3 separate regions of the Mus musculus genome follow, and all the other regions are linked to region 2. The links are chromatin contacts, called in public HiChIP or PLAC-seq and promoter capture Hi-C maps. All regions are on one chromosome and are shown on one strand. Each heading gives the region's core, a stretch centred on a gene start, on an enhancer-like site or on the middle of the called end of the contact. The rest is flanking DNA. Distances are from core to core; before and after follow the strand shown.

Region 1 (2,700 bases), core at 191-2,690, 2.0 Mb after region 2:
ACAACTGCTAATAGCGTCTCTATGTTCATGAAACAGTTTGAGAAATATGAGTACCGAGGAAATAGATGATGATATCCAGGAAATATTGTCCGTGTGAGGCGGTATAGTTAGCTCAGCAATGGTATTAGTATTTAAGAGCAATCTTTGTCTCCTAGGGAAGCCCACTGCAGTCTCTCTGTTTGCTTATTTTGAGACAGTCTTGCCGTGTAGCCCACACTGGCCTCAAACTCCAGGCCTCTCGAGTTGTCCTCCAGAGAGCTGGGATTCTGGGCTTGCTCCATCATGCCTAGCTATTATGTAGTATTTGTGAAAGTAGAGAGATGTTATCTGGAGCTTTCCTCAACAAAACAAGAGTGGACATGAATGATGTTGGTTACTGAATCTTGGGAGGTACAGCCATTGGGATGGAGTTCATTTCATGACTGTCTCCTGTGTACCTTGGGTTTTCTGAGGAAGGAAAAAAAAAGCTTTAAAAAGGAGTGCTTCATCTCTTAACATTAGAAACCCGGTGTAATGATGTGCACCTGCAATCCAGGATGAGCCCCTAAATTGAAGGTCTGCCTGGGCTATGTAGTCACACCCCACTTACAAGAAAAATTGTCCCCAATAAAACCCCAAACCTCCAATCAAACAAACACTAAACAATAGCAGCTAAACTTCTCTGGGAAGGGGTTCCCCGTGGCTGGCAGTAGGTAGGCAGGGAGAGGCCCCACCGCACCCCTGAGGGCATGAAGTCTCAACTCCTTCCAGATCTGGTAATTCCTGTTTCCTGGCCTCCTCAATGGTGTGTTTATAAAAGGAGGCAGGTGAGGTGTAATAGTGCAGCGGGAGGGAGCACCCTAGCTGGCCTGCCCAAGGTGTCCTTCCCGAGGGATCAGCCGTGTAATAGACCTAATATGAAGAAGGTTTATTGTTAAGAATGGGAAGGGGACCTGGAGAGTGGATAGAGGCAGAGAAAGGAAGGTAACAGTGAAGAACAGAAAGAGAGGAGAGAGGAAGAGGGAAAGAGGTCACTGGGGACATGTGGGGGATGGGGAGGTGGAAAGAGAGAGGGTGAGGGAAGAGAAGGGGGAGGCACGGAGCAGTCTTGCTATTTGCTTGCCTGCTAGCACTACCTGAAGGGTGGAGTTGCAAGCTGTTGTAGTTTAGAGGAATTGCTAACACGTAGAGCTTAAATTTCAATACAGGACAAGGCCTGATGTCAGGTTCCCCAGCCAGATCAACTCAGCGTTACATAACGTGTTTAAAAAAAAAGGATTTGTATTAAACTCAAAAGTGGTGGATAGCTAGCCTTTCAAACAAAAAAAACCCAGCGTTCTGGAATCTTCTGGCAGAGCAAAGGATCAGTTTTCCCTTTACTTAGGCTCCACCCTCTGCACAGACGGTAGATCACTGCGGTGGCCTCTGAGGCCTGGGAGCTCGATGGCTGGGACCACAGCGTCACCTGGCGGCCACTTAGGGCCACTACACTATAGGTGCAACCCGGAATCTTGGGCACAGGAGCTCCGAGGTCTGCGCAGGTGCAGAGCCCAGCCTCGCCCTGCCTGCGCTGGGACCCGTGCTAAAGACTAGTCGGCCGACTAGGGGCTGCTTAAGCGACATCCAGAGGCCAGCAGCTTCAGGTCTCCACCTAGCGTTAGTGCCTAGACACTGCACTGTTCAGTGATGCACTGGGAGACCTGTGCCAAAGAGGGAAGTGCGAGTCTTAGAGTCCTGTCTGCTCTTTCGCCCTGCTTGGGACCTTGCAACAAAACCAAACTCAGCCTCAGGGCTGCTGGAACAGGATTATTAGAACATAACCACCGTAGGCTGAAAAACTGTGAATGAAGTGGAGCCATATTCTGTCTCACACATTATGAAACAAATACTTTCAAAACTTTGCAGCTCAATATCGCAATGACTGGCGTTGATCAACTTACACCACCACCACCCCTTAACAATAATAGCATGAGAAAATACCAGCCTGCAAAATAAGATCAATTTGGAAGCATGGCCTATCTGCGTAATTAGCCACTCAGTGTTTGAGATGCTCGGCGTCTACTGTGGGAGGCAGCGTGCTAAAGAGGAGTAAGAACTTGGAGTGTCCAAAAGGCAGGCTGCCTGCATAGGGGATCACTCCGGATTTACAGAGCCAGCGGCCTGGGAGGCGAGCTTTAGCGGGTTCTGAGTGTTGCTGCCATCTAGAGGAGAATCGCTGCAGGACACGTTCTTTTAACTTCGAAACTGCTTGAGTTTTTAGGAACTAACAGCAAGAGCAATGAGTTAGAAGGGCTACAGTCAGTCGACAAGGAGGACCTGCTCCAGGCTGGGCACCCTGCTGAGAGTTTCAGGCTCCTCCCAACCTTCCCAACCACTTTGTACCCTGTCACTCTGAATACTCCAGAGGTCCAAAGGTGCAATCACGGGGAGAGATCACTCTTGGGGGCTACCCTAAGAACAGGGCCTTCTTAATTGGAGCCCAAATGTCTAGGTGTATTGCTTGCCTGTTTATGCTTTTATTTTACAGAAGAAAGCGTACAAATCCAGAGAACCTAAAACTATTTCCGTAACCACACTCCTGTTTTGGCAGTAGAATATAAATCTACTATGTGTCTGCAGATGGAGACCTCCAATATTGAAGCTAGGCTGTGTCGAAGAGGCTTTTTTTCTTCTCCCCTTATGGTGTTTAGTTTGTTGTTGAAGGCCTCTCCCCTCCACCCT
Region 2 (2,753 bases), core at 148-2,647:
GGCCTTCCATTTTTCTCTAGTCCTGTCTATGGCAGCAGTAGGGGTTGATGGAAGGCCTTTAATGTCCAGCGCTGACCGGTAAATCAATCCTACAATTTCCTCTGTTTCTCCGCACTTCCTCATCCCTTTCTTATCTCTTCTCCATTTTTCTTCCTTCCTCTGCTTCCCCCTCTTCTCTCCTTAACCCATGACACTCTCTGAGGTGGTTTGAAAATTCTACACCATACCAGATAAAAATTCCTAGTGGGTTTTTCCCCCCTTCACACCTTTCTTAAAGGAAAACCTGGATCCTGGTCTTTGAAACCAGTATCCTACACAATTTGGCTGACTCAGTGACCCCCCTCTCCCCCCAAAAAAAATCAACAGGAAAAATGAGTATTGTAACACAAACACAAACACACACACACACACACACACACACACACACCAAACTAAACCAATTTCCAAGATCCCACAAGGGGCCCACAGCCTGAAATATGATAGGTGACAGTGGGGATGATAGACAGAGCAGGACTAGGGGAGGAACTGCCCGTAGTCTCAGTAGACAGCCTTGGCCTACTATAGAGGCAGGAGCAGCTTTCACACCCTCACCTAGGCAAACGGATTCGAACACCCCTCTCTGAAACATGTGGTGCAAAGAACGAGTCCTCCAGGAGGAGCTGAGAGCACCCATACTCGGAGTCTTAGGGTCATCCTAGCCTTGACCTGGGACAACATCCCGGTATAGGGTACCCACCCTGGAAAAGAGCTGCCACGCGCAAAGGCCGAGTCCGGACCATGACTTGGGGCAACATCCTGAAGCAATAGCCCTTCACTCTGGAGAATGGGTACTGGCAGGCAAAAGCTGGGTCCTCCAGCAGGAACAGGGTCTATCTCGACTCTCACCCGGGCATCTCCGGGTTCATCCGGACCCTGACCTGGACGGACGCCAGATGCAGGGGTAACCCTGACTCTAGCTTGGGGTTACGGCGGTGCAAAGACCGAGTCATCCGGCTGGAGCAGGGTTTGTTCTGACTCTCACTGGGGCGTCTCAGGTCATCCTAGACTTAACCCACCAGGGTCCAGAAGATCTCAGGCCGGAGCTCCGGTTCTCCTTCCGGAGCTGGGGGCGCCCTCGCCCTCAGCTGTGCCTGGTCGGGCGGGGCCGCAACAGGTGCGCGGCCTCCCTGCTTCCCCGCCGCCTGCCCTGCCGTTACCTGCAGCGGCGGCCGCCGAGGCCTCCCAGAGCCTGGGCGGGAGCTTCCCGAGCCCGGCCGACGTTCGCGTGGTCCCTAGAGGAGCTGACAGAGCGTTCCCGAGCTCGGGGCGCGGCTCTGCTGAAGCCGCCGCGCTCCCGGGTCGCGACCCCCCTGCGCCACTCCCGCCCGTGCGCTGCTCTGCGTTTCCACGTCACTTTTTGGTCCCTCCCTCTCGCCGTCCGCCGGGCCCCGCCCGCCCGCTCGCCTGCCCATCCCCGGTTGTCAGGGCAACCCGAGCGACGCCAGACGAAGACAGGCGTTAGGAGGGCGGCGCCGCCAGGGCTGGGCCCGAGGGCCCCCGGGAGCAGCTGACCATGGAGCCCCACAGTAAGCGGCGGGCTAGGGCCTGGGGTGCGAGCAGAGACCGAGCTAGCCGGGCCAGGTCTCGAACCCTCGGCTAAATGATCCACAGATTCCACAGAGCACGGCTGATGCCCTCACTAGCAATGGGCTTACGAATGGTTAATAGTGCTTCCAGTGTCTTAGTGAACCTCCATGGAGCCTGGGCCTTGAATTTATGTGTTCTTGCCTCTCTTCGATCTTATCCCTAAAGTCTGTGGTATATATAATTCATGTGCTTCCGCCCAGCATAAGATACATAACAAAAGTTTCTCATTCCTGTTTGTCTTAAATTTTCCGTTCTTTGTTATTGACTATTCGTGCGGATGCATGTGTTTGTGCACACGTGTGCAGGTGTCACACAGGTGCACATGCAAGTGTGCCACATTTGTGTGGAACCCAGAGGGGACATTCTGGTGTCTTTTCTTGCCATCCACCTTGGTTTTAAATTTTTATTTTATTTTATTTAATGTGTACAGATGTTTTGCCTGCATGTATATGTCTCTGCACCACTCATGTGCCTTGTGCCTCTACAGAGACCAGAAGAGAGAACCCAATCCCCTTGAACTATAATAAAAGCAGGCTGTGAGTAGGCTTGTGGGTGCTGGGTCCTTTGGAAGAGCAGTCAGTGTTCATGATATTTGAACCACATCTTCAGGCTCCCACCTTGGTTTTCAAGACAGGGTGTCCCACTGACCTAGAGCTCTAGTGAACTAGGCTAGGCAAACCGGCTAGCAGAACCCCAGAGGTGATCCTGTCTCCAGCTCTCTAGGGCTGAATCTACAAATCACACCACCACACTTGATATTTTATGGAGGTTCTGGGCATCAAACTTGGCTCTTTTACTTTCTGCAAGCATTGTTTGCGCGAAGTCATCTCATTAGCCCTGGTTTTTGTTTTGTTTTTAAAAATACTCTTAAGTTTGAGTTTGTCTCCTGCAGCCCAGGCTGACCTTGAGTTTAGGGCAAACTTCGTGACCTAGCCTCCTGAACCAGTGGCTCAGAATCTTCATGGCTCCACATTCTGAAAGTGCTGGGGCTACAGTGCTGTTTTTCATTTTGTTTTGATTGAAACAGAATCTCACTATCTCTCTGGCTAGCTTGGAACTCACTGTTTAAAGACCAGGCTGGCTTCAAATCCACAGGTCCACCTGCCTCTGTTTATGAAGTGCTAAGA
Region 3 (2,700 bases), core at 23-2,522, 1.9 Mb after region 2:
GGGTGAGCCAGCTGGAGTGGTAGAGGATTCAATGGGGGTTGGGGGCTTTCCCACTGCACCAAGCAGGCACTGCGCCACTGAGCTACTCCTAGTGACAAGCTCTCACTATGTGATCCATGGAGGTCTGGAACTTCCTGTGTAGAACATGCTGGCTGCTGACTTTCATAGATCCACCTGCCTCTGCCTCCCAAGTGTTGGGATGAAAGACATGAGTCGCCATGTCTGGTGACAGAATTGTTTTATAATGGTGTCAAAAATTAGGTTCAGACTCTCCCCCAGTATCTTTCATGCTCATTTCGAGGCAGCCTTCGATCAAAATGCTCGAGAACAAAGCAGAGGAAATGAAGACCACAGAGACAGGCTGTTTTTATTAGGAATAAAATGTAGAGCGGTTGGTAAAATTAAGTTGCAAAAATCTGAAAGAAGTGTCTAGAAGCCACCGCAGAAGGTTTTGAAAGGATGGACTGAGGGGCCTAGCCTAATGGTAGAATATGTGCCTGAGGCATCCCAAAATTGTTATCCCTTGCTTCCATACAGAGAATACACACACACACACACACACACACACACACACACACACACACACACCTTACTTCTAAACACACTGGTATTGTCATCTTCCACCATCAGGAGCAGGAGAACCATGCATGCTGCAAAGGCTTGGAGAATCTGGGAGGGAGGGTCTGGAGGTCTCCAGTGTGTAGGCTGACCCTTCATTCTTCCTTCCCACGCTGACTCTTTGAGACTTAAATATGCTGGCAGTGACTCAGGTCGCCACAAGTCAGGTGGGACTGTGTAGATGGAGCAGGCAGGTCTGCCTCACAGCTGGAGTGTGTGAGCATTAAGACCAGCTTTGGGGATATGTGGCTACTGGGATCCTGGCCTGGTATAGCCAGCTGCAAAAGCCCTTTGCCAGCCAAGAGCTGTGTATTGTCACATCGGGTATGGTACCCCTGCATTCCAGGGTTCTCTGTGTTTGCAGCCGCTGACCTGGCATGAGCCCCACTGTCCTTCGGAAGGAGATGCTAAACAGTTCCACCTCCCATCTCTCACTTCCCCCTCATCCCTTACAGCAACTCCCAGACAGCTGCAAAGCCCCGCGGCTGGTCTCACAGCTGCACTTCACCAGCTGGCCTGACTTCGGGGTGCCGTTTACCCCCATCGGGATGCTCAAGTTCCTGAAGAAAGTGAAGACACTCAACCCCTCACATGCTGGGCCCATTGTGGTTCACTGTAGGTATGTCAGGGAGGGGCCAGCCACAGTGTGGGGAATGGCCAGTGCGGCAGTGGTGGGGTGGGCAGAGCTAGGGCTGGGGGGAATGAAGTTTTGAAGCAGCTATACCCAAAGTTGCGTGTGGAGAAAGGAATTCTAGCCCCTCTTGGTCTCTGGGGTACCTGCCCCAGTGGTGTCTGGACAGACCCCCAATATGTAAAACTCTTGAAGGCTGACAAGGCCCAGGTTGATGGCTGGCATGGGAGCTCTGGGCAAGTCCACTGACCTTGCCCTCTGCTCTACCTGGTACCTCAAGGATCGTTTAGTTCCCATAGCAGGGGACACACACACACACACACACACACACACACCCCTTCAGTGTCTCTAGTCCTGAGATAAATAACCAGAGCAGCAGTGCCCTCTAGTGGCTATGCATAGATTTGCTCCTTGTTCTTCCAAGTTGCACCCTCCTTAATTTTGCCCTAGGCTGTGTCCTTTGTCCCCCAGGTTCAGGCATCTTCCCAGGCTTGCCATTTACTTCAGGGGAATGTGACTCACGAGGTGGCATCTTTCTCCTCCCTGAAGCGCGGGCGTGGGTCGGACTGGCACCTTCATTGTGATCGATGCCATGATGGACATGATACACTCGGAGCAGAAGGTTGACGTCTTTGAGTTTGTGTCTAGAATCCGCAATCAGCGCCCTCAGATGGTCCAGACGGATGTGAGTGGCACCTCTTTCTGCCCTGGCCTAAGCATCACAGAGCACTCAGGTGCCTTCGCACCACTCCACAGGCCCATTTAAAAATATTTTTTGACTGTGTGTTGTTGTTGTTGTTGTTTTGCACCTGGTCTGTCATGCGGATAGATTCTACCACTGAGCTGTAATCTCAGCCACCCCTTTACTTCCTGGAACTCAGTCTTAGTGAGTAGCCCAGCCTGCTTTTGACCTGGCTCTGTAGCTTGGGCAGCCCTTGAACATATCCTCTTTATGTCTCAGCTTTCCAAATAACTGGAATTTTGAACTATTGCCACCAGGCCCCGCTTGCAGGTCTGGGTTTTGCTGTTATTGGTTTTATTTATTTATTTATTTATATCTCAAATGCTTCATCCCATCCCTCCTCACAGAGTCTCTCCTCTCATTCCCCCTCCCCTTCACCTCTGGGCCCTCCCAGGTCCGCCCTGCTAGAATCCCACCCACCCACAACCCTGGTGCATCAAGTCTCTGCAGGATTAGGCACATCCTCTCCTGCTGGTCAGATGGGTTTTAATAGGCAGGTGGCCACAGGCTATGAGCATGCCCATTGTCAGACCTGGTATACCTCCCACTCTGTCATTACCTCCCATGGAGTCACAAAGGCTGGTGACCCTGATCCTTAGCATGTTCATATGCCATGGTGGTGATTCTAAGCAGCTGACATAGCCCCTGGAGCCCTCGGAGGTAGTGGTCATTACTGTCATCTTATTTTACCCTAGACGACCAGTCCACA

Evidence for each region. Promoter capture Hi-C pulls out the DNA fragments that hold promoters and counts their contacts. HiChIP or PLAC-seq counts read pairs in DNA pulled down with a chosen protein or histone mark.
Region 1: a promoter capture Hi-C map of hippocampal neurons shows a contact between it and region 2, with 7 times the contacts expected there. The contact joins the enhancer-like site here to the promoter of Dhx32 in region 2. A contact is called at or near these places in 3 of 39 promoter capture datasets (the C10 cell line, hippocampal neurons and pre-B cells), 1 of 15 datasets of contacts at CTCF or cohesin (large pre-B cells), 3 of 115 datasets of contacts at active chromatin or transcription factors (astrocytes, embryonic forebrain and forebrain) and 2 of 9 other capture datasets (adipose tissue and liver).
Region 3: an H3K4me3 HiChIP or PLAC-seq map of neural tube shows a contact between it and region 2, with 10 times the contacts expected there. The contact joins the enhancer-like site here to the promoter of Dhx32 in region 2. A contact is called at or near these places in 1 of 39 promoter capture datasets (hippocampal neurons), 6 of 115 datasets of contacts at active chromatin or transcription factors (VIP interneurons, acute myeloid leukemia, embryonic forebrain and 3 more) and 1 of 9 other capture datasets (liver).

Annotation. Positions count from the first base shown.
Region 1 is chr7:135,734,346-135,737,045 of GRCm38.p6, forward strand. No RefSeq gene overlaps it. Among named protein-coding and RNA genes, the nearest start is that of Mki67, 19 kb to the left of the region's middle. Within about 2 kb of position 1,441, at least 186 of the 459 cell types and tissues checked have an H3K27ac peak or open chromatin away from gene starts, as enhancers often do.
Region 2 is chr7:133,775,406-133,778,158 of GRCm38.p6, forward strand. Dhx32 (DEAH (Asp-Glu-Ala-His) box polypeptide 32) reads right to left here and starts at 1,398. Exons shown (of 12, transcript NM_133941.2): 1 at 1,197-1,398. Fank1 (fibronectin type 3 and ankyrin repeat domains 1) reads left to right here and starts at 1,486. Exons shown (of 11, transcript NM_025850.2): 1 at 1,486-1,565. The coding sequence starts at 1,553.
Region 3 is chr7:135,667,924-135,670,623 of GRCm38.p6, forward strand. Ptpre (protein tyrosine phosphatase, receptor type, E) reads left to right here. Exons shown (of 21, transcript NM_011212.3): 12 at 1,074-1,237; 13 at 1,799-1,934. Among named protein-coding and RNA genes, the nearest start is that of 5830432E09Rik, 17 kb to the left of the region's middle. Within about 2 kb of position 1,273, at least 21 of the 459 cell types and tissues checked have an H3K27ac peak or open chromatin away from gene starts, as enhancers often do.